Regions from separate parts of the Hordeum vulgare genome. Here region 1 is linked to region 2. The links are chromatin contacts, called in public Hi-C maps. All regions are on one chromosome and are shown on one strand. Each heading gives the region's core, a stretch centred on a gene start, on an enhancer-like site or on the middle of the called end of the contact. The rest is flanking DNA. Distances are from core to core; before and after follow the strand shown.

Region 1 (7,243 bases), core at 3,949-6,448, 740 kb before region 2:
GCCTGACATATTAGACAAAAAACAGAAACAGCCTATGCAGATATAAATAAAGTTTTACATATATTATTTGCACATGAAATAGCTAAAATTGGAGCGTAAGAACAAAAGTTAAAAGGAAAATTAAAAAAGTATTTGACCAGAGTGGGATTTGAACCCACGCCCTTTCGGACCAGAGCCTTAATCTGGCGCCTTAGACCAACTCGGCCATCTGATCGCAGTGGTACATGTTTGATAGATCACTATATAATACAGGTATGGAGTACTAACATAATGAATCGACCGGCCTTTCCAAATCACTGCCAAGACCTCTACACATCGACACAGTCGCCAGTTGTGCACTTTCACTGGTCCAGTTGCTTGAACTGATCCATATGATCTTTTTTTTCTTCCTTATTTCTGGGAAAGTCATGCATAGATCCGCTGTTCGCGTGCAAATCTACCTAACACCGTGCGTTGGGGATCATCGTTCCATTGCTGTATAACAATCCTTGTACGGGTGTAATGGCTTGGCATACCGGCCATCCATAGCGTGGCTGTCTGTTGCTGCATTCAGCTGTGCCCGGATGCCCCTTATTCTCCTGTACGGCCGGGCATTCTTCAGCAGTTCTTTTTAGAAAACAAGAAGCAAACTGTACCAAGTCCCCAAATATGAATGGAATTATGGAAAGGGCTGCAGGTTGGTTGCATCTCGCATCATTCGGTTAGAGAGGGCGATCGGGTTTGCCAGAGGAGATGGTGCTGCGAACAAGATTGCACGAACAAAACCCTCCTGCCCGCAGCCCTATTCAAGAAATTAGGTTCTACTTCTACGACCAAGAAACATGAAAACCATGAAAACTGGTGGATACTTATGCAGAGGTGGGGACAAGATTCGAACCTGCAGTCTTCAGGTCACAAGTGTGATGACTCGATCAATTCCTATGGGGGGGCATTGAACTATTCAAGTGCTTGACGATGAAAATACAAGAAAAATGAAAATAAACAAAAATAATAAATTATGCACAAAAAGGAAGAATAACACACCAACATGTTTTTTTCAACCCAAGGGCCTCCCCGCCCTAATTTCCATTTCCATGAAAACTGAACAAGATCCAAGTTCCACATCAAGATACCCACATACAGGCTGACCTCGCAAGCTCCAAACCACCATACAGGCTACAGCTACACACATCCTCGAGAACCAAAACACCACAGGGGTCAACTAAATTCTCCAAAGATCTCAAACAGAAGAAAACAGAACTCAGTCCCATCATCCTAAACCAACCAAGTTCTCCTTACAACATTTGACTTACCATAGGAACCCCCACGGCCCACCCTTTTCAACGAAGGAAGATTTCAACCGCTACTAGCTGAAGCTTTTTGGCCATTTGTCTTTGCGCCTTTTGCAGGTTTCCTCTATGCAAAAATCCTGAGAAACTATACTACTGTAGGATCAAAAGGGAACTTTTTCTCAAAGTGTGCAGCATTTCTGGTTTCCAGATTGCCCACAGCACAACAGCAATCCCTATTGAAATTAGCTGTCTATCCTTACCATCAAAGGTCAAAACATACATACTTCCTCCGTTTTTATTTACTCCGCATATTAGATTTGTACAAAGTCAAACTTCGTAGACTTTGACGACGTTTATAGACAAAAATGTCAACATATACATATTTTCAGAAAAAAAAAGACATATACAATAACAAATCAATACCAGTAGATTCATTATCGAATAAACTTTCACGTCATATAGATTTGTTATTGTAAATGTTCATATTATTTTATATAATGTTGTTCAAACTTTCTAAAGTTTTACTTGAATCAAATTTAATATGCAGAGTAAATAAAGACCGAGGGAGTACAAAGATCATTTACAATGTTTGCTCGAAAATCAATACCAAACGCACATTTCACTATAGTCCAGATATATCTAGCAATAGAACAGTGAAGAAATAGATGGTTTATAGTTTTTTTTTCCTAATAAAACAAGCATCTATCACTTTCCACTCCACCTCTTTTAATCAAAACATCTCTAGTTAAAATACTCTTTTTAAACACCAACCTCACAAAATATAACTGTGATTTTCAGTGGCACTTTCATGTACCACATTTTTAAATGGGCATCTAATTTAACTAGCCTTTAGGAGTAGTATACAAGGACCTAACAAAAATATTACCAGAAGTTAACATTCATTTACACCTATGTTCTTTCTCATTCAAATGAACATTACAACACATCAACATGTATTTCGTGATAGTAACATACCAAGCAAAAAAATCTCTCGGCAGCTACAGAAGGAAATCTTGAACAACCGGAGCTTGAGGTGCAACATCAGGCTGAGTACTAGGTCTTTCTCTGTGTTTATGTTTTCCTTGACGATGCCCACTCCTAGAAGAGGTTCGATGCTTTCTCGCCTCTTTCCTATCATTGTCAGGAGGTATTGTGCTCTTCTCTTTAGTAAGATCATGTTGCTTACTTGTCCTAGAACTTGAAGTAGAAAGGCTTCCAGTATCAGCATATATGTTCTGTACCGATTGAGAACTTGATTCGCCCATGTCCATTTTGTTGCCCATGTCTTCCAAGGACTTATCTGCAGCCTTCGGTGAACATAATGGCTTGGCATCTCTACCCATGAGCATACCACGTACAGCACCAGACAACGGGTTTTCCTTCAGAACGTTTGCACTAGTCATCATAGAACTTAGGAAATCTTCACCATCCAATTTCACTACTTTTGGTCTGGACCTCATGGCCTTCAATTTTTTCCCAGCAGATGCAGGCTGGACAGTCCCGGATTTATCCTCCATGGCACTTCCATTCTCACCAGAAAGAAGAGGATCATTGGCACAAGGGTAGTTATTTGTGTCATCCTCAGCTTTTCCTGTTGGGAGATAGTATATCCCGTGCCGTTTACGGTGCTCAAAAAGAGAAGATGAATCAACTGACACTACTGCAGGCTCATCTCTAGTCTCTACAGAATGAGAGCTGCGAGATAAGAAAGAGATCGAAGTTGACAGAATAGTATCATCTTCACTTAAAATGTCAGCAAGTTCAGACAGATTTTCTTGCAAGACAAGATCCTCGGGAAGGGAAATTTTCTTCTGGGCATTCACAGAAACAGGGCTTAATTCTCGAGAGAATACTGTTTGCATAGTCTTAATGAGCTCCATGACCCGGTTATGCTTGTTATGATCACTGACCTTCCTTTCCTTCAACTCCCAGATCTCCCTTAACAAATGGACAAAACCCATCAGGTTGCGTGCCCTCTCCAGGACCTCAACTTCCTTGGACTCAACAAGTGGCCCGACTGTTGTTTCAATCAAGTTAATGATGTAAACTATTGATTTGTTGGAAAAGGGGTCATTTTTAGCTGTGCCTGGCATAACAATTTGTTCTTCGGCAGGTTGAATTTCAGACTTACTTCCCCTACTAACAGTTTGATCAACAGCTAACTCATCAAACACTAGATCCGATCCCTTGTTTGAATCATTCGAACTCTCTACATATAAATTGCAACAGAAGATGATCACTTTAAGTACTGCCTGGATGTAGACGGCTCTCACCGGCATTGGCAAGAGGCTAGTCCTTGGCTGTGATAGTGCCTCAACAAGCTCAACAGGATCCTTGCTACATTCTATATACTCACCAGAGACCCATGCAGCAGCAGAAAGAACAGGGCATAGGAGATTGTTCCCAAGCAAAGCAGGGTCAATTAGGAGAGATCGAGCTGAACGGACAAGCTCTGGCCGTGCATCATGCACCCTAAGTCCCACATCAACAAGCTGACGACCAATCTCGTCCCCCTGCGCACAGTGCAAGCTCCTAGCCATATCTGCGAGTAGTGAGACATACCAATCAAAATCTGACACCAGCTCATATACATTGCGCCCACATGCTGTTAGGACGGCCCCAAGAATGTCATTTGCAAACTCTGGGTCTGACCTTGCGGCATGACTGACCAGCATGCCAGCAATATCCATGACATTGTTGTCATCAACCATTCCCATCATAAGGTGCAATGCCTCCCTACGGATGTTTGAGTCAGCATCACCCAGTGACAGGGTGATCACATCGCGGCTCTCATTGACAGTTGATGCATATGCTGGACCAAGCATACCAAGTGCCAAGAGCCCGAGATAACGCAGGTTAGGATCATCAGAAGCAGCAAGGAATTCCTTGACTTTCCCAATGGCGAGGCTCACAGCGGCATTATGCGCCGGCAGTGCAGTTAGCGCCGTGCGGACACACTCGAATGTCAGCGACATGGCTGAAGAACGAGTGAGGAGCTGACAGACTGGATCAACAATCCGTGCGGCTAGACGCGACTCCAGAGGAGCCAGCCTAGCAAATATCTTGAGCACCTTGATAAGCGCCCAGTTGGAGCGGGATGTGGTTAGCAGATTGTAAAGGTCAGGCGCGAGAGGCAGGAATGGGGCCACATCGGCCGGCGGCGCCGACAGCTCACAGAAGGCGGATGCAGCCGCAGTTGACGCCCGTTGGTCGGACGAAGCAAGACATGCAGCCAGCGGCTTGAAGAGGACCGGCACGCCAGTAGACGGAGAGGCGGCTATGATGCGCGCTGCGGCTGCGATAGCGCGTGGGCTGCCACGGGACAGGTGGGGCACGAGGTCGTGCGCGAGGTGTACGGCGAGGTCGGGCGCGGCGGCTGCGGCGGGGGAGGCAAGGAGCTGGAGCGCGAGGGCGCATACGTGGTGGGAGGCGGCGGCGGAAGTGGAAGGAGAGAGGTCCTTGTGGATCTGGTGGGTGGCGAGCGGCAGGAGGGAGAGCGAGGCGGGGTGGAGCGACAGCGAGGCGGCGAGGTAGGCGAGGCGCTTGTGCGGGAGGTGCGGCGAGGCGAGGAGCTCGATGGCGGGGAACGCGAGCGGGTGGGAGGCGACGGGGACAAAGTGGAGGGAGGAGAGGTAGGTGAACTTCTGGAGCGCGACGGCCTTGGTTGCCGCGTCCGGGGCGCGGATCTCACGGTGGATCTCGGAGAGGGCGCGGCCGACGGCCAACGACTCGCCGGCGGCTGAAGGGTCGGCGCGGAGGGACTTGACGAGATCGTCCAGCGAGCGCTGGAAGAGAGTGTCCACCAGCGACGGCGCCGTCGACGGGGCCGACGGGGCGGAAGCCATCGGAGGTGTGAGAAGGATGGTTGCCTGGTGGATCTGTCCTCTGTCCGTCCGCGCAGGCTAGGATCTCATTGCAACGATAAGGGCCTAGTTAGAATAGCGAAATACTAGTCGCCACCATGAGTCAAATCTAATTCCAATCTATTATACTCCACAGAGATTAATTTTAGACTTAGTACTGCCATGACCACTTCTTACATTGCTTGCTAATGCTATTATCTCCCTTTCGAATTATAAGTTGTTTCGGGTATTTAATATTAATCACATGTGGTTAGAAATGAACGAATAAATGCATTAAAACATGTCTATGCATCGTTTGATTCATAAAAAGTTAAAGCAATTTATAATTTAAAACCAAGGAAGTACTTAACTATTTGCTAGGAATATACCAAACTAAATCATGGATACCATAAGATCTTGGAAAGGTCACCTACCTGAAAACAAACTTTCAAAAGCCCTCTTTGGCCCTATAACACAGACCTCATTTTTGATATAAGGCGAAGCATGACTTTCTTCCATTTTCATTCAATATTTTGGATTCCATTTATATGTGAGACGGTTCAAGAGGATCTACTTCCAAGACCATGATGATAATATTATTGAAAAATAACTTCCTTAAACGAGTAAGCACTTCATCACCAGAGGCCGCACAATGTTGGTCAAGGCGGTCCTCACTGCAATCACGGTATATCACCTAACCTTCGTCGACATTTCGACCGAGGTCTTACAATTGATGGACAAGATAAAAAGGGCATTTATTCGGGACACACTTTAATAAAGTCTATGGTGGCAAATATAAAATAACTCCAGAGGTCATCTTCCATCCCATCACTCTTGGCTGGATGGGAGTGCTTAACATCAAGATGTATGTTTGCATTTTGTAGCTCTATTGTCCATGGTTTGAATGGAATGTCACACACTAGACTTGGGTGATTTATGTCCCAGGTTCAACTCAGCCATGAACGGGAGCATGTTTGCATCACACCCATGATATTTTTAACATCTCGTGATTCACTCCCAACTTCAACTCCACACTAACCAAGCGACGACGCCATCTCGTGGAAAATTTTGACCTCTAGGGACTACTCCGTCGACTCCCCTTTATCGTGTCCAATTCATCGGGGCGACCGCCACCAGCTTCAAGACCACCAGCTAAAAAGTTTGGGCTCCTTCTAGATGTAAGTTATTCGCTTGGCTCAACATTTAAAATCGATCTAGGGAGGCAGATCGGCTTTGCCAAGTGTGGATGGCCAAATTGTCGGCTTTGCTATTTATGCAATAGAGCTCCAAAAAATTGTCGTATTTGCTCTTTGTGCAATAGAGCTCCAAAAATTGTTGCGCATTTTGCTTCCCAATGTTGTTTCTCACTCCAAATTTGGAATATGATGAAGGATTGGCTTGTCATTCCCAACTTCACATTGAGCTCTTCCGGTACATAAACTAAAGAAAAAGGTGGAGGAGCTCAATGTGAAGTTGGGGAGAATTGCCAACTCCTCCACCTTCTTTAGTTTATGAATTTCAGCCATAGACGATTGGTATCGTCCCTAGATATATCTGACCAATCGATCATATTTCACAGCTCCTCCACCTTCTTATTTAGTTTATAAGTTTCAGCCCGTACACTGTCAAACCTGATGTTACCCCCGATGGTCCATGGAAGAGGCCACTGACACAAGCTTCTCGTCAAGTTGCGGCACCATACCCATAAGGTTTAGAGACCCCCAATATGTCTCAGGGTGGGCATTCGGCATAAACCGAAAAATTGATTTCTACCATTCGGTTTTTCAAAAATTAGGTTTTCAAATTTACTAACCGAAAAATTCAACCCAAAGAGCTAACCGAATCTTCGGTAAACCGACTATTTCGGTTCGGTTTGGGGTTTACACCGAAAAGCATTGCTTTAAGAAATTTGCGCTCACCGCGGCTGGTGCAACCTCCTATATAGCCGAAGCTCTGTGCCCCATTTGCTTCGTCCAAGCGAGGTGGGACTACACACTCGCATACGACCTGATTTCTGTGCATGTGGTTGGCCCACAGCCCACGAAAGTGACGTCCATGATCTCTTTGCTGATTGTACGGGCTGAATTGTCAAGCTCTGTTTAGTAGAACACCCAGGCCTACTTTGCGTAT
Region 2 (6,302 bases), core at 2,824-5,323:
TATTATCTATTTTTACGAGCAAGTACTTATTTCTTACAAGCTACGTGATGATTTCATAAGTAAGATAAAAAGCAAAAATATAGAGTTGGCCAATTTCTTAGAAAAAACATGCTGAAAACCAACAAAAAACAATGAAAATAACCATTCAAGCCAACCCAAACAGACAACCACTACCTAACGTCGCCGACATCAAACCCGGTCAAGCAAAAATGTTTTTGCCCAAATCCGCGCATGGTCGCTCTACCGAATTTGGGATAGGTCTGACCTAGCCAACTGTCTCCAACGTCGTTTCCGCTTTAACTCTCCATGACCCAATGAGAAGAAGTACTCTTCAACAATATGTCTTCACGAAGCATTACTTGCAACTATCCACGTAGAAAAACAAAGCTAGTTACCTGCCAAAAAAGAAAAGAAGAACAAAGCTAGAAAGTAATTGACAAAATATTAAATCAACTAATGGATATATAGAGCAAGGGGTGAACAACTTGTTGTGCATTCTCATCCAGTGTGTATTTATTTAGAGTCATTGACAACGATATACAATCATAGGCGAGGAAGTGTCTAAACACGCACGGGTTGCTGTGCCTTGGGTGGGTCAAATGTGAAGGAATGCTTCTGATCTAAACTTGCACAAACAAAATCTAAGAACTTGCACAAAAGGCCGCCAAATAAAGAAAATAATTAACCACACTCTCATGGGTACATGTACACGAGTTGTTGTGATGGTATTGCTCGATCAAAATTCACTATTGTATTCTAGATGTATTATCGTGGATATCAGACTACATACCTCAAGATGATGTATAAATACTCCGATTTGACTGCCTATTGAACTGGAAGAAGCAGCTCGTTGTGCCCTCACCACTATCGTCGACTCTGTGTGGGCATCTTTAGATCACTGATAGTACTGAAATCATACAATTTCAGTCATACAAGTAGTAGTATGGTTGTAAGAAAAATAGTTCCAATAACTAGAGTGAACATATATTGAACATGTAGCAGTGGGTACTAAATACTGCATGCACGGTTTAGATAAATGCAGGCGAGGGTGACAGCTTCTCCACAAACGCAGGGAGGTGCAGCTGGGCAACCACCATTGGGCAGCGGGAAGGGAAGGAATCCTGAAACCAAACCTGGATCCATCGACCGGAGCCGCCGCCGGACCAGTAGCAGGAAGCCGTGCCCTCCTTACTCTGTCTTCTCTTCTCTCCATCTCACCTCCTCTCCCTCCCTCACATTTTCTTCCCAGGAGACCGAGCCGCCATGGCCATGGTGCATCGCTGTCGTCGGCCTCCGCGTCGCCGCACTGGATCCTGACCCCATCCGTCTCTCCCCGATGTCCGCCACTTCCCCGCCTCCCGGAGCGATGCCGCCGTCGTCCTGCATCACGATTGGATCGGGAGCCGTCGCTCGATCTGAAGCCAAACATGCACAGAGGCGAAGCAACGACGCCTGGGGTGGGATTCGACGGGAATGGGTCTGTGGCGGCCGGATCTGGGCGAGGGAGTGCGGATCTGAGCGGCGACGCGCTGGGGATGCAACTACGAGCTCGGGCGTCCATGGCGGTTCCTGGTAGAGAGAAAATGGTGAGGCGGAAGAAAGAGAAGAGGGAAGAAGAAGGGGTGGGCGGCGCTGCTGGCCTGGGTAGCCGGCGAGGCTTCGTCTGGAGTTAGTCGACGACGCGAGGTCGACGGGGTCGGGCTACGACGGAGGGAGTTTGGGGTGCAGTCAAGCTTGGGAGCTCCTCTTACAAATTCTTACAAATATAGGGGCTTTTTGAAAACATGAACGTTTTCTGAGATTCACTTATGAAGGGACTGCGGGTTGAATGTCATAAATAATAAGGGCTTTTTTTGTAAAAATACTTCGGTGGGTTTTCCGACGAAAGCGATAGCCTCTTTATTATTAGATAAAGATTTGGCATGGATGCCCTCCGTTTCCCAGTGGGTGAAAAAATCTATTACACGGTCCCCCGCGGCGCGATGACATGGCAGAGGCCAAGGCAGGCATGTGGGCGACGGGGGCGTCGGCGCTGTTGTACCTGTCGGAGCCGCTGCTGCTGCACATCATGGGCTTCCTCACCGACCCGCGGTCGCGGCACAACGCCTCGATGGGGTAACGCAGGATGCTGGCGGCGGAGCGGGCGACGCGGGCGGTGAGGTCCCTTTGCAGGGATCCGAGGACGCCACACTTCCTACTTCTCCCGACGTTGGGCTTCTGCTTCCCGGTGCTGGAGGGGCTCAACCTCTCCCTTGCCTCGCCCTGGAGCAGATTGACGACCCGGCAGCGACAAAGTGGAGGAAATGGGGAAGAGATTAACAGATCGTGTGAAGAGGGAGATTCTGGTAGTTGGGATAGACTTTTTTATTTTACGCATGCGGGCCTGCGCATAGCAGTGCCAAATTATCTCACATTGTGAGGAAGGTGTTCGAAGTTTTTCATCAGGCACCAACGCGTGCGTGGCACGCTTTTTTAAAATATGACATCAGCAACATAATGGAAAGCCTAAGGGCGTGACACCTCATATGAAGGGGCAAAGCAGAAGGAGGCTTGGCAAGGACCACCTCCTCAAGAAGCTACGTGTACTCGAGCAGCCGCTCTTCTGAATCACTGCTGCTAGGTGAAGTTGAGTTCACTGTGATGTTATTGCATATTTTATATGTAATATTTCTGCAAATATTTGTATTAAAATTTATTGAAGCCCTAGAAAGTAGCATTAGGGAACTACCACATACTATGGTAATTTCAGTGCGAGTTAATCTTAATTTTACACACTATTAATCCAAATCAGCTGAGACTATCCCATACACAATTCGTCATCCTCGCAGCCCCTCCTCAGAATCCCCTCGTCTCATCCGCCACACCAACGCATCCCGACATCCCCTCACTCACACCTCAACGTCGTGCCTCCACAAGACCTAGCTCACGAATTGATGAACCACATAGCTTAGAAGCAAAAGGCCGGAGAGAAACATCGAAGCTTGCCACGACAATTAAGGTATTTTTCGTCTTTTGCCCGTAGCAACTCACGGGTCTTATCCTAGTATATATATATATATTATTTACATAAAAGTTAAAAATTGTAATTCTTGCATCAAAAAAATGTTAAACATATATAGAAAATGAATTTTACATATACGAAAAATGTACATTGTGAATAAAAATTACGAAAATGTTTATACATTGTAAAAGATGGTCGTGTCATTAAAAATATATTTTAAGTTAAAAAAATAAACGTTTGAAACAAATTTGCTCAAGAAAACATTTTCTACAATCTAAAAAATGGACAGTTCCTAAGATATATATTCATCATTTTAAAAGTTTTTAATGGTATTAAATTATATTTTATATTTATTTAAAAAAGATCAAACCATATTGGATTGTAAATATTAAAAAAATTAATGAAACATTTATAATGAACATTTATATGTATAGTAAAAAATTTAAACATGTAGAGAAAATGTAGACATCAAAACATTTAGAAAATACTTATCATGCATTCGAGTAATGTTAAGCATGTGTAAAAAATGTTCCTAATGTATAAACTAAAATTCATACGTATGAAAAATGTAGATATTTGTTTAAAAACTAATTAAAACATAAAAAATGAAAATGACAAAGAAAACCAAAACCTAAAATGAAGAAAAACCCGAGTGAAACAAAAAATATGATTAAGGAAGAAAGAAACACTAATGAAAAAATAAAGAAAACTGGAGTAAATTAAGAAAGAAAGAAAAATCAAAGAACCCAATGTGGAAACAGAGAAAATGAACGCAAATACGAAGAAAGTAACAAAAACCCAAGAAAAAACAGTGCAAAAAATATAAATGAAGGTAATCGAAGGTAATCGGTGAAATAAAGTAAAACAAACGAAAATACAACAAAGAAACGAAAACAAAGGATTGATGGAGGATATAAGGATCGATTGGAGCAGTAGCAACTATAGCTAAGTGGGTGAGCCCGCTAATCTGTCGCCGGTAGGCGATTTTTATTAGCAATCAGTACAGGTGACACATAGCTCTTGCAATTCCATACGAGCTCCCTAGTCGCCGCTCGCGTGCGTCAAACAGAGCAGCTTTCGCGCAAGCCGCTGTCTGGATGGGCCAGCCCGTTCCTTGTCCTCGTTATAGCTAGCTGTTTGTAAAAATCCCCAAAAAATAAAACATCTACAAATAATCAAACTCGATACCTCACGTTATAGTATACCATTAGTGATTAAATAGTCCGGACGACAGTATAAGAACCAAATGCCGTGACAGATCCAAAAATTAAAAAACATTCGACTATTTAACATTTTTAATATACATTATTTTATTAATATACGCTGACCAATTTTCAATAAACATTGAACATTTTGGGGACATACAATGATTTTTTTATATGCATATTAACCATTTTGACAAATATATGGTGAACAGTTTTTAAATATACATTGAAATTTTTTGTGATATAAGGTGAACAAAATAAAATAAATATTGACATTTTTATGTACAATGATTTTTGTTCAAATGCACATTAAATATTTTTGCGATATACGCTGAACAATTTTGAAATGCACATTGAACGTTTTTTCGATAAACAATTCTTAAATGAGGATTCAATGTTTTTGTGATAAACGGTGAACAATTTGTGAATACACGTTTATTTTTATTGTTATAATATACGGCGAATAACTTTGAAATACACATTGAACATATTTTGATATACGCTGAACATTTTTAGATAGTTCAACATTTTCTAATTATTCATCTAAAATTTTCTTTAACCCCGTGAAGAACTTTGCATAATATACGAAAATGTAAAGAAAATATAAAAAAAGGATAAAGTCAAAACAGAAAAGAAGAAAAACGAAATCGAAATAGAAACAGAAACAGGAAAAAAAAGGGAAAAGAACAGAGTAACCGTGCGACGGTCCAAATTAGGCCGTCGGGAGCCTAGGTTCAGCGAAGGCATGTCCTTTTGAAGCTCAGGAGCGTCAAATAGGATCTGAAATTCGATACAGTGCCTGTGGGAGAAGCAATGCACACTTGCTGCAACTTTTTCCTTTTGTTTTCTTCTGCCTTTCCTTTTTCATTTTTTAAACATAGTGAATAATTGTTTAATATGCATAGGATTTTTTTAGTACATACTAACTAACTTTTATATATATTGAATATTTTTAAATACAATTCAAACTACTTTTAATGTAGAATAAACTACATATACAATTAACCTTTTTAATTTAGATTTTTTTACATAGAATGAACTTCATTTTTTACAAACTGAACTTCTTATTTACCATGAATTTTACATAGGCAGTGCCAATTTATGAACGGCAAGAACATCTCGCTCCATTTCCCACTACCCATCTAAATATTAAGTCTAATGTATGGTGATTTTCGTAAATATATGTTAATAATTTATTTGTCGTGATGAATCTTTGTGAAACTAGTGAACATACATTTTTTGACAAAAACAAATAGCAAAAAAACTCACGGACAGAAATGAAAGGAAAAAGGGAGAAGCAAAAATCACCCGAATTTTTTCAGCAGATTTGAAAGTTATTCACAATTTTTTAATTTTGTTTATGAATTTCAAATTTGTTCATGTTTCAAAATTTGTTCACAATTCAAAAAATATTCGTGGTTTGAAAAGTTGTTCACAATTCAAAAAATGTTCCAATATTAATAATTTTGTTCACTAATTTCATATTTGTCCATGTTTTAAAATTTGTTCAGAATTTGAAAAATGTTCGCGGTTCCAAAAAATGTTCACATTTTGAAAATTGATCCCATTTTCAATTTTTCTTTCGAAATTTCAAAAAATGATCATGTTTTCAAAACATGTCCTCATTTTCAAAAAGCGAATCACAATCTTAAAATTTTGTTCACGAATTTGAAATTTGAATTAGGTTTTAAAATTGGTTTACAATTCAAAAAATGATCTTTTTTCGAAATTTGTACGCAGATTCGAAAAATGTTCCTATTTTATAATTTTTATTTCGAAATTTCAAAAAAGTCTTTGTTTCAAAAAATGCTCTCATTTCAAACAAACCAATCAAAATTTTAAATATTTGTTCACTAATTAGAAATATGTTCCTGTTCTTTTAAAATGGTTCGGCTTCCATATATGTTCAGGATTTTTTCAAAATTGTTCTCAAGATTCAAAAAATGGTCATGCTTTAAAAAAGTGTTCATATTTCCAATTTTGGTCGAGTTTTTTAAAAATTGTTCTCCGTTTCGAAATATTTTTCTGAAGATTCAAAAAATGTTCGTTCTTTCAAAAAAAATCACGCTTCCAAATTTGTTCACGATTTTTCAAAA

Evidence for each region. Hi-C and Micro-C count contacts between places; a contact is called where the count stands out from the background.
Region 1: a contact with region 2 is called in a Hi-C map of seedling, with 5 times the contacts expected there. The contact joins the promoter of LOC123438595 here to the enhancer-like site in region 2. A contact is called at or near these places in 2 of 6 Hi-C or Micro-C datasets (leaf and seedling).

Annotation. Positions count from the first base shown.
Region 1 is chr1H:377,616,982-377,624,224 of MorexV3_pseudomolecules_assembly, reverse strand. It overlaps LOC123438595 (AP-3 complex subunit delta), which reads right to left and starts at 5,198. Exons shown (of 1, transcript XM_045115790.1): 1 at 2,090-5,198. The coding sequence starts at 5,116. The coding sequence ends at 2,270. TRNAL-AAG (a tRNA gene) reads right to left here and starts at 214; the gene lies at 134-214.
Region 2 is chr1H:376,875,547-376,881,848 of MorexV3_pseudomolecules_assembly, reverse strand. No RefSeq gene overlaps it. Among protein-coding and RNA genes, the nearest start is that of LOC123438475, 68 kb to the right of the region's middle. Within about 2 kb of position 4,073, at least 3 of the 3 cell types and tissues checked have open chromatin away from gene starts, as enhancers often do. A contact at or near this core is called in leaf and seedling, where this site is marked.